2 separate regions of the Anas platyrhynchos genome follow, and region 1 is linked to region 2. The links are chromatin contacts, called in public Hi-C maps. All regions are on one chromosome and are shown on one strand. The core of a region is the stretch at or near the end of the contact, and the rest is flanking DNA. Distances in the headings are between cores, read along the strand shown.

What was found. A called contact is a pair of places that touch in the nucleus more often than the background predicts.
Region 1: a contact with region 2 is called in a Hi-C map of subcutaneous adipose tissue, with 1.9 times the contacts expected there. The contact joins two enhancer-like sites. A contact is called at or near these places in 3 of 8 Hi-C or Micro-C datasets (skeletal muscle and subcutaneous adipose tissue).

What each region holds. Positions count from the first base shown.
Region 1 is chr6:24,614,971-24,620,759 of IASCAAS_PekinDuck_T2T, forward strand. No RefSeq gene overlaps it. Among named protein-coding and RNA genes, the nearest start is that of PLCE1, 8.4 kb to the left of the region's middle. Within about 2 kb of position 3,626, at least 2 of the 8 cell types and tissues checked have an H3K27ac peak or open chromatin away from gene starts, as enhancers often do. A contact at or near this core is called in subcutaneous adipose tissue, where this site is marked.
Region 2 is chr6:24,575,273-24,580,911 of IASCAAS_PekinDuck_T2T, forward strand. All of the region lies in intron 3 of PLCE1 (phospholipase C epsilon 1), which reads right to left. Among named protein-coding and RNA genes, the nearest start is that of PLCE1, 31 kb to the right of the region's middle. Within about 2 kb of position 2,654, at least 3 of the 8 cell types and tissues checked have an H3K27ac peak or open chromatin away from gene starts, as enhancers often do. A contact at or near this core is called in subcutaneous adipose tissue, where this site is marked.

The sequences.
Region 1 (5,789 bases), core at 2,376-4,875, 41 kb after region 2:
AAAAAGCAAATCCTATTTGCTAACACTATGCAATCTTCACATCAAAATAGGGTATTTGACACGTGTATAATACACGACCTTCTTGAAATTAGTAATATCAAAATGAAAGTGTGTCTCGCAGAAACTGATAACTGTTCCACAGCACTAATGTGGGCATTACCCAACTCTAGTTATGATAGATAGATGTTACATGTGTATGTGTGTGTATGTACATATACATATATAACATGTAAATATATGTTCCTTCCACCTCTCCAATAACTCAGATTGCTGGAAATGCAGTCATTCAAAGTCCACAGGATGGATCAAAGCTCTATATAATTTTGATGTACACAACATAGTGAGAGCTTGTCATATCCTACAAGTAAACATCAAGGCAGAGCTTTTCAGAACCTGTTCTAATATTGAGGTTGGGACATTAAGTATTATGCAATAAAGTCTAAATGTACCGGAGTTATCTTAACAAGCTTTTGTATCATTTTTATGAATTAGGATAGAGTTTAAATAAAAATAACTGGCAGGTTTGGCTGTTCAATCTGGTGCAAAGCATTTTTCTGAAAATCCATACTCTGAATGTCTTCATCATGTGTTTGCTTCATATTTATCATATTCTCCTACCTGAGTTCAGTACTTTCAAGAAGGCACTTTACACTTTCTGAGGAATAACCCTAGGTGTAAGGCACTTTGATCTGCTACTAATGCCCTGGTTGGCTGAATGACTGCTAACACTGCCATTACATTGAGAAAGCAGGCGTGTTCAGGAATATGAGCACACAAAGCTTTGGGGGAACTAATATTCTAGAAAAAGAGGCATTACAAACACGGGGATATGTATGGATGTTGACAAAAGTGTCTGAAGAGGACAAAAGGAAGTAAAAGGAAGTAAATTTGTAAGGAATTAATTACAAATAAAGGGGAGTTGAAAGTGAGGGAGCCCTTCATGAGGTAAGCTGAGTCCTCAGTCTCCACCGCGCAACTTGGAAACTCCATTTTACATGGAGTTCGCCTAATGCTAGCCAGTTTCCCCCTCATCACTCTGCATTTTGGAATCCCCCGTTTTGTCATGCATGGAGAGCTTCCAAACCCAGAGCATAACACACATGGTGCTCAGGAAACCAAGGCGGGTTTGCGTGCACGATGCAGCACTTGAGGAGCCCAGCCCCTCATGTGTCTTTTTCCAATGTAGCTCCTGAGTGAGAAGGCATTGCTATTGTTTTTCTCCTTAAAAACAATCAAACTGAGGTAGATTTAAAACATATATTTAAGCAGTTAGTTTATTGCAGCTTGGCAAAAAAAAACTGTATCGATTTTACTGAGAAAGCATAGGATTGGACTATTGAGATAGCCCAATGTGCAACCAATTATTTCTTGTTTGTTTGTTTTTGTGGCAGCTTTGGTTGGCATTTGCTAGCACATGGGAACTCTGGACAAAATAAACATCTGACAGGTGGTATCCGTCTTCTCCATCAGCGATGGAAGACTACTTTCTGTGATGTTACACTTAAGCAATCCACTTTTTAGATTAAGTTCCTGCAGCTGTGACTGCCCCAGCAACACAGTGACACCACCTGCAGCAGTTGATTGGTGCATAAGTTCATTGCAATTTCTTGGGTACTTAGAGGCATAAAAGATGCATGTGGAAACCTATTATTTGTTGATTTGGTTTCACCATATCATCTTTTTAGAAGTGCTAACAATAGAATAAAAAGTAACAATCATATTGCTCTAAATTTAGATTTATGAAAAGCAAGTAAGTCCATTAACTGCCCAAATTGTTCTGAAAGGTCATGAAAAGCACTTCACACTTTTCTGCAATTCTAGTGTAGCATTACAATTATTAATTAGTTGAAAAAGAAAATAAAGCGAGAAAAATCTTTCAGCAATGCCATAAAACCCATGTTTTATCCTGGTTGGCACTTCAATGTTTTACTGAGATCAATAAAAGACAAGTAAATAATACTGTTTTCTACAAATTCAGGTTGGCTGATTAGGTGTTGAAAATGTGAAAGTATGGGAGTACTTGTGGTTAACTTAATGGTTATTCAGAAATGAGTATGTATGACCAGGACTTTCCATCAACGTAGCCAGACAGTCAGACTGCAAAAAGTGTAATTACTATTCTGCTCATTTCTTGCAGAATTAAAAAAGGACATGAACTTTTCAATATCTATTACATCCTTCTTGATGGATGGGGAACATTATTAAAATTACTGTAAATTCTAAAAATATGCATTTTTCAATCAATGTGTGAACTTCTTCTACTAACTATTTAAAGAAAAAAAAAAAAAGTTGCCTTGTTCCATTAAGTGCCACATCAGTGCACGTAATTTCATAGCTAGTCCTGAAAAACTCAGATCTGTGTAATCTTAAATAGAACAGAACCTTTGTAAAGTGTTCTTTCTTCTATAATAAAAAGAAAATAAACTTCAGCTTCTGTTTTATATGCCAGCTGAGATTCCTTGCAGTAATTCTTCCACATCTGCTCTGCAGCTTTCAGCTTTATAAAAGCAGTATCTCCAAATTTCCTTTCATCAAAACAGCCATACACTGTGTTTTATAGACATGTTCTTACACTGTAATACTGGGACACTAATTACATCTTGAATCATATGCTATGGCTAAGAAAATATATACATGCTGTTATTAGACAACTAATACTGAAAATCCTGAACAATCTAGCCAAAAATTCCTCAAAGCATGGTAACACATGTATAATACATGCACATGAAATTACCACAAAAGTTGCAAAACCAAAATTGACAGGTAAAGACATTAAGCAAAGACACCAGCAGCTTTAGAACCCTGAAAACTCTGCACACACAATTCTCCCTTTCCCTGGAGGACACAAAACCCTGCCCTCACTTTCACCTCTGACAGATAACAGTGAGCACAGCTCAGAAGCTGTAGGCAGCCAGCGTACTTTAGAGGAAGTTGTATGAAAGCACGGTATGATCTCTATAAAATTCAGGGGGTCTAAAAAGATCCCTTTACCTCAAGAAAAGAACTAGGCTGCATGTTAAAAAATGCAGCTTAATTCTGCATGCCTCTGTCAAGAAGTTCCTAATACACCAAGACTTACATGAGGGAAATTAAATGTGGACAATGATTTTTCTTTAATTACCTATCTGGAAGATATTTTTAAGTGTACATATGAAAGACGACATCTGTTTTCTCTCAAAAATTGATCAACAAAGACTGTAGAGAAGTGCTTTCAATCCTGAAATGAAGCTCTAAATATCCAATAACAGGAGACTAAAGGCACATTAGAAAAACATTACAAAATGTCTGTGGAAGCACAGAACTTGGAAAGACAAGTGTCCTCTAGAAAATTTGAAAGAGCTAAATCAAATTGCCAAGAATATTCCCCTCGAGAAAAAGAGTGTACAAGTTTGTTGAGCAAAACTATGACGTCTAGAATGTTACAGGCTAACATAAAATAACACCCACTGCCTAGAAACCAAGGTTTCCAGGTTTCAAGAAAGGCATATTAAAGAAAAAAAAAAAGTGTTTAACACTAGCGTTTTTATTTTCTTCCATTCTAATCCTGGGATAAGAGTTGTAATCTGAAGTAAGCAACACACTGTCAAGGGTATTCTTATATAATCAGAAGAGAACAAACTGTTCCTTTTCTTCCCTAAATCTGTACCCAGTGAGACAGACAGAGCTCATCACGAGGGCTTTGCTACAGAGAGCTGCCACTGAAAGAACAAAGATTTTCCCTGACTTTTCCTTTCCCTTCTTTCTCCCCACAACCCTTCTTAGTGAAGATGAGACAGAGCAGGCTGTTCTCTAAAGGTGTGTCTGTCAAAATGATGTGCAATAGAAACTTGCATTAATATTTGACAGTTCTGTTGATGCAGGAAATATGGTTAATCCTTAATTCCTACAGTTTCCTTATCTTTTTTAAAAAAAAAAAGTTAATTTCACACCCTCTTTCCCTAAAAATACAACATAGCCTAACTGCATTCGTAACATCATAAATTGCAATCAGCTACCTGTTTTTTATTTCAGATTAAGAACTAATGAATTGCAGGGGAAATACAACTGTGTTGTTTCTGCAAGGGAAGCAGAATAGCAAGATGAACAACATGAGCAAACCAGGCTTCTGGGACAGGAAAGCCTACCTTGCTATTTGTAACCCTCCCACAGGAGATTTTGGATTGTAGCATTTCTTTGTCGTTCCCCGTTTTTAATAATGAAGAAATGTTTTGCCATATGGCAAGAGTGAAGAACATCGGCTAAGTGTTTTCATATGGACTTCCTACATACATTACTACAAATAGCAGAAAGCAGAGTCTCATTCACACCATATAAATATGTTTAATGAAGAAATTGAATACATCTATTACAAGGCACTGGTTGGCATAAAATATTTCTGGTAGAGCAAAAGAAGCACACAATCAAGATTACTTTTGAAAAGTATACCACTTTTTCTTCCACTTCCTGATCAGAACGTGATAGTGGCTGAACAGCTTACACAGTAATGTAAAGCAACATTTGGTTTATGAAATAAATTACAAATGGAAAGTATAAAATAAACATTAGTATCTGACTCACACTGCACTTTATATGAAAGAAAAGGGATTTGCCACATACCTTTCCAAGTTATATTAAAAAAAAATCTCTCCTTTAATGTTCCTTAGCTTCCCCAAAACTTTACAGCACTTCCTATTAAATAGAACACCTACTAGTGCCAGCTAACCCCAGCAAAAAATCCTCCAGCTAACCTTTCAATGGAAAGCAGATTGACGAGTATTTTTCCTAGCTCAGAGCAGTTAAATGTATCGCCTCCTCTCTTCCTAATATTTCCCTGCCTTTAATTAAGTTGAAGTTGGAACAATTGCTCCTGAAGTCAACTATGCTTCAAGCATTGTGCTGCTGTGCTCAGAAGCTTGCCTGACTTTTCCATTCCATCAGTGGGTCTGACGACGAGACTCATCCAGCAGACCTGGTCCTGTCTATCCTCCTGTGCCAGAGCTACCAGCGTAGCAGCTCCTGGAGATCCCTGACATTGGAAACATTTGGCAGTGGGGCCCTGGAGATTAGGAACAAAGAGATGCACATACTCTGCCTGAGCACCCACAATGGAGAACCTGCTTGGGAACCTCATAGGTGTCACTCCCTGTCCCTGTCCCCCCAGTAAAAGTCATGGCCAAACAGGCAATGTTTCTGCAACCCCCCTAAACAGAAGAAAAACAGGGCAGTAGGTACAACATGCTTGTCAACTGCTCAGACAGCATACCTGCACTACTTTCATGCAAAACTAGAATATTCTAATATTCTAAATATCTAATATTCAGATGAACCCATCAAACATTACTCCCAAAGAATTTCAGTGGGAGAATGTACTTGTCCCCTACCCTCCTTTTTTTTAAGAACACTTAGGACATATTCTAGATATACAGATAGTACAATACTCAGAAAAATCCAGTATTAGTAATGATATTTACTTAACATTGTGTACATCACACTGCATGGAAACTTCTATTGTCTAAAATTGTAGGTTTGAGTTTTTAACATGATTTAATCTTAGGTGCTAAAGAATAAATTAAGAAATAGAGCCCCACCTACTGACAGAACAGCCACAGTACCCAGGAAAAATTAACTTGATACTTGCAGGCCAGAAAACATGAGTTTTCTTCCCAACTGCCTTCCACACAGAGCCCAGAATCACTTTATACCAGCAGTGCAATAACTGAAATTTCTCTTTCCCTTTGCTCAATATTTAAGCTCAGATGACAGAGTAGTTTTTTATTATCCCTTCCAGAAATTACTCCTACTTTACAGAA
Region 2 (5,639 bases), core at 1,404-3,903:
ATAAGTTGGACACCTTTAAAAGTTAAGGTTGTTTTAATCTCCCATCACTTTATAAAGGTAATTTTAATTCTGAAACAAACAATTGATGCATTTTATCTCCTCAATAGCTGAGCCACTGGGAGGAAAAACAGGAAACAGCTGGTCAGAGCTAAAGTGTGATGAGAAATGTGTTCAAAACTAAAAAATGAGTCAAAAATTATCATCATTTACAAAAGGTTGGATCTCCAGTCTTTCCAACCCCACAGAAACAATGTGCAAGCTAAACTTAATATGAAATGATTCACAAATACCTGTTAGTGAGAAAACCTAAAGAACTTCGCTGCTCAAAGGAAAGTTCAACCTTCTGGTTAAAGTGAAAAAAAAAACAACAACAACAAAAAAACAAAACTTATATTTCTGAACTGCTGGAGAACTGAGAAAATGGATACATTGCCATTTTAAATATGATCCATGCTATACTTCCCACTTGTTGGTAACCTCTACGTATCATTTATACAGCTCAAGCTGTTGGGTGACTTGGTGCCAGCAGAGTCCAAAGCCTCCTTCACGCTCATGGCAAACCACTGAGATGTCAAAGAAATGCTCACCTATCAGAAGGTGTTGTACTTCTATGGTCCTCCCTTCTTTTGTATTGCAAGTTTCAAAAGGACTTGCAGGTGAGTCAGAATACAAGTAAATTTCAAAACAGGGAACTATTCTGAATGTTTATAAATAATCTTTTCCCCTTTAGGAACACATACATATACATTTAAAACAGAACTCACCCAGTGCAATTCTCAGAGTGTAAACAACAGAATGGAAGTCCAATGGTATGGTTCCCACAGCAACTGTAACCTGTTTATATAAAGTGAAATATCTGACATACACACAGGGTCAGGACCATAACTGCACCAGCTTTGTAGCATGATGCTCTAAGTCTGCAAAGTTACTCAAATAAATTTCTAGTTTAAAACAGAAAAGATTGATGACTTGTCTCTCAGGGGCATTTTTCTTGATCCATCTCACAGCAATATTTAAAACAATTCTCCACAGCTCAGATACTTCCTTAGGTTCTTGCTGAAAGACAAACTATTCAGAATAATCATTTAGACCTTTATTTTGGTAATCTCAAATTACCAAATATTAAAAGTTGGAGTGAGTGAGGAAAAAACATGTTTTTGGTTTTTAAACTACTGGAAACAGGATATCTCTCTTCTGCAGACTACAGTGAGGCACAACTACCTAAGCTTGTTGAGATAAGGGAAAATTTAGCCTCAGCAGGGAAGTTCTAGGGAGCAATTAGGTCTCCTCCAGCACCTGAATGTACGCATTACCAACTGCCTCTAAGTCTGCAAAGCAGATAAGATCTTTAGGGGTTGTAAAACACTGAGGACAACAGATTTCAATCCAGAAGAAAGGCTTCCAAGCAGTGTGGTAACATAAACAATAAGTAGCTATGTGCAGTGGAAGAGTACTGAAAGCGGTTTTATATACCAAGTTACTAATTGCAGCTTCCACAATTCATCTTCAATATTCACATGAACTTTGTTGCTGTTGTTTAAAATTATAGTTTTAAAACAACCACTTAATATAAGTTTGGTGTATGTCTTGTTCTTAAAGTATTTGATGCAAAATTATGGGTCCTGTGAAAGCGATAGCTCCATTTTCCACATTCTTTTTCTCTCTTCAAGTCAGTTTACCTCAATAGTAGATTTTAAATCGATTTCAGTATGACCAGGATTTCACCCATTCTCTAATATTTGAAGGGAAATCCTGAACTCTAAGAATTAAAATTGCTGTAACATGGAACTAGTGCCATCAATAATAATCCTTTGTTTTGCCCATGTTTTACTAATGAAGTAAAATTGCTGATTGTTTGAAAACAATTTTTAGTGTCAGGAGAATAAAATCACAATAAACATGGAGAGTATAAGAACCATCTCTAATCATCTGAGAAGAAGCTCATGTTATTTTATTATAGAATTGAAGTCCAAATTTTGGTGAAAATCAACAGGTATTACAGTTACTGGAAATGCTAAGGGAAAAAAAAGAAAAAGCTTTTATTTTCACAGGAGTTAAATTATTCAGAGTCCTACCACAAATGGTTGCAATATATATATATATATTTTTTTTTATTTTTATTTTTTTGCTACTGCTGCAATTCCCATACTGTGATAGCATACTTATCTGTAGGAATCTATTTATTATTCAAAGGAAATCATAACTTCGTACAGCAACGGTTATGACTACAGAGATGAAAAGACTCTTCTGAATCTTATACAAATGGGAAGACAAGAATAACATCTGTAAGTAAGAATGATCACAAGCCAATCCAACATATTTTCCTCTCTCAGCTAGGGGATTGATGAGTGCATCTCAAGAATGAGGCTTCAATCTCAGCTCAAAAATGACTGCATCCAGTTACAGTTTCAAAATATTAAAAATGGATCCCATCACACAATTTGCAGCACTGAGGCATATTTTGCAGGAAGGGAACAGCTTTCACTTAGACAGTTTTTGAGTGAAATTATTAGAAGAAAAAAACAGCTACAAATGTGAGAGCTGAATGTTTCCAGCACTGCCCCACTTCCGACATTCTTGCAGAAAGCTGTGTGTTGTCTCACTGCCCTGAGTCACCCCGGATCCAGCCGCTGCGCTGATGTCATTGGCTCTGCTTGCTGTGGGAGCACCCTCAGAGTTTTCCTGACCCTTAACACTGCAGCTCGTATGTCTTTGGATAGTACCTGACAGCTGGATTAAGTTCAATTTTTATTCCTTTTTTAAGTTGTCACCAGTCTGTGTTTTCAGCCGAAATTCCTTGTGCCCAGGGGCTCATAACCATACAACATCAAATCGCTTTTCATAAATAAACCAAATACCCTTACGTCTCATGGAAGATGCCTTAAATATTGTGGCAAGTATCATTTTACGACAAAGTTTTCTTGAAATTTCATAACAATAAGTTATATGCCTACCAATTACTGTCAACCCAAGCTTATTCTATTTTAGAAAACTTTTTGAAACATCCCAGAAGACTGTAAAAAAGGAAGATAAATTAAAATATAAATGAAACCTCCTAAATTCAGATTTTAATTATTCACTTGCCATAGTGATCTTTATATGTCACTGCTTTTATTCAAGCATACCAGAGTTAGCAACGCAAACTTTTCAACAGTTCATATATGTAATGGAGATAAGTTAGTTTCACCTGAGAAAGAATTCAGAACAGTGTCCAACCTTAACACTCTAACACTCTAAAATGAACTCTTTAATGTGCTGCAGGGAGATTTTCTAAAACAGATCTTCATGCTTCTTTACAGTTGGTGAGCAGTCACTAGAAGGAAAGTCAGAAAATGTGGAAAAACTGAAGGCATAATACATTGCTCTTGCCAAGACTCCCACACTATTGGCTCTGAATACTTAAGTGTGCTCACAGCTAAAACTTATTGTTCATCATTTGACCCCAGATTGTTAAAGCTATAAGTCAACTACAAAATGACACAAACTATCTAGAGATTTATCTCTAACTCTATCACGCGTTATGGCAATAACATTGACTACTTCTACAGACAGAGGCTAAATTTCCTATTTTTAAAGCTAGCCTATAAAACTGAAGTAACTCAACCCAAAGCAAATATAAGTATAGAGCTCCATTTAACAAAGTTCAATATATTTTTACAGCACTTACTGAAAGGAAAACATAATTTCTTGCCTATTTGGCTTCTCTTTTGCTTCCCTGAATTTTTACTCCAAACAGCCAATTTTGCTCACTTTTTTTTTTAAACAAAAGACTAACTCCCATGAAAGAAAAAAGAAAAGAAAAGAAAAGAAAAGAAAAGAAAAGAAAAGAAAAGAAAAGAAAAGAAAAGAAAAGAAAAGAAAAGAAAAGAAAAGAAAAGAAAAGAAAAGAAAAGAAAAGAAAAGAAAAGAAAAGAAAAAAGAAAAGAAAAAGAAAAGAAAAGAAAACTCAGGTCCAGATAGTAAATGCTAACTACTTTAACATATGAATATGAACATAAACCTTTAAGTTTAAAAACATACCATCACTACTAACAGGCAAAATCCTTACGCACAGAGAAAAATTGTCAGTGTGGAACGGACCCCCAACAGCTTGCAGATTATGTGCTTCATGTCATTTTAATTTTTTTTTTGTAAATTCTTTTCAATGATGGACTAGAAATTTTATTTCAAAGTAAAAAAAAAAAAAAAAAAATCAAACCCCAAATCTGTCTGTAGTTTGAAATTATTGTGCATTATCTCTTTTATAGAATCATGAGTATAGCATAAATTTTAATACAAAGAGCAATGCTGTATTTTAGGTATGCATGCAAACTGGGACAGAGTCCATTTAAAAGATTCCAACCTTTTAAGTATGGAGCAAGAAAGAAAAAAAAAAAAAAAACTGTGGGAAAACCACATAATCCTATCAGAATGATGCTACCATAGCAAACCTAGATCTGAATTTCCTATAAAAACACATTAAAAAAAAAAAAAAGAAAAGAAAAGTGAAAACCTATAAGGTGGAGGGGTTTTGTTTGATTTCTGCTTTGTGGCTTGGGAAACTCACGGAGTCTGGCAGAATAACTTCACTAGTACAACTCCTACTCCTATCACCACGTGCCTTCATGTGGCCACACTCACGAGCTTTCAAAATCATATCAGTCATATGAGTGAAACAGCATGTTACAGATGTCATTTCCATTACTGACATGTTCTTAGATGTTAGGTTCTACCAAGAGCTACTGCACTACTGACATTACTGCACTAACATTTAGCTGACCGAAGTTAAGACAACCAGCAGAATTCTTGCTTCTTAAAGCGCAAACTACTGGCATCAGGAATGTAATGACACAGCAAAGACGGCCCATACGCCCACAAAATTAGCTTAGCTACAGAATTCAGCTATTACAGATCGCAACTATGTTGTTGCAGCTGTCATCTGGAGATCCTAAGATCACCTGCCTTGTTTGAAAGACTCACCCTGAGGTAGTCTAGTGAGCTGCTCGTCTAACATCGCATTCACTGGTGGACCCGGGTACTTGAGTCATAGTGCATTGCAACCACCACAACAGCAGCATATCAACAAAAAAAGAAGCCAACTTCAGCACTACGAACCTAGTATCTCTCAGATGCTGGTGGTTCAATGATTCTAGAAACTTGGCCTTTCAGAATTATGCAGACTGCTAATATCATGCAGCTGAGGTGGCCCAGAGAAGCAGCCAGACCAAACAAAGCTAACACCAATACTCGTGCTCTCAGTATTTGCTTCTATGGCAAATTCTTCATATTTGGGACACCTTTATGATGAACTACTACTACTCATTCGCTGTTTCAACACTGAAAAGCAAATTTCTCACGGAGTTATAACAGTCATATTACACACATCCATGGTAAGGGTAAGCCCTGCACTGTATACAGCTACAAAAACTAATGCAAAATTTCAAAATATTTTAAAAAATCTCTTATGCAATGCATACATTAAGGTCAGAGCATAGGAGTCTAATCTGTATATAAAATATCTCTAAACAGTAATCATTAAAAGTGCATTAAATATATATGCATTTTCTGTATAATTCAAAGCCTCATCTCGACCCTCCTATGTAGAGAAAGAAAAAAAAGTAGCACAGTTCAGTGTCTTTCCTTTATTAGCACTAGAATTT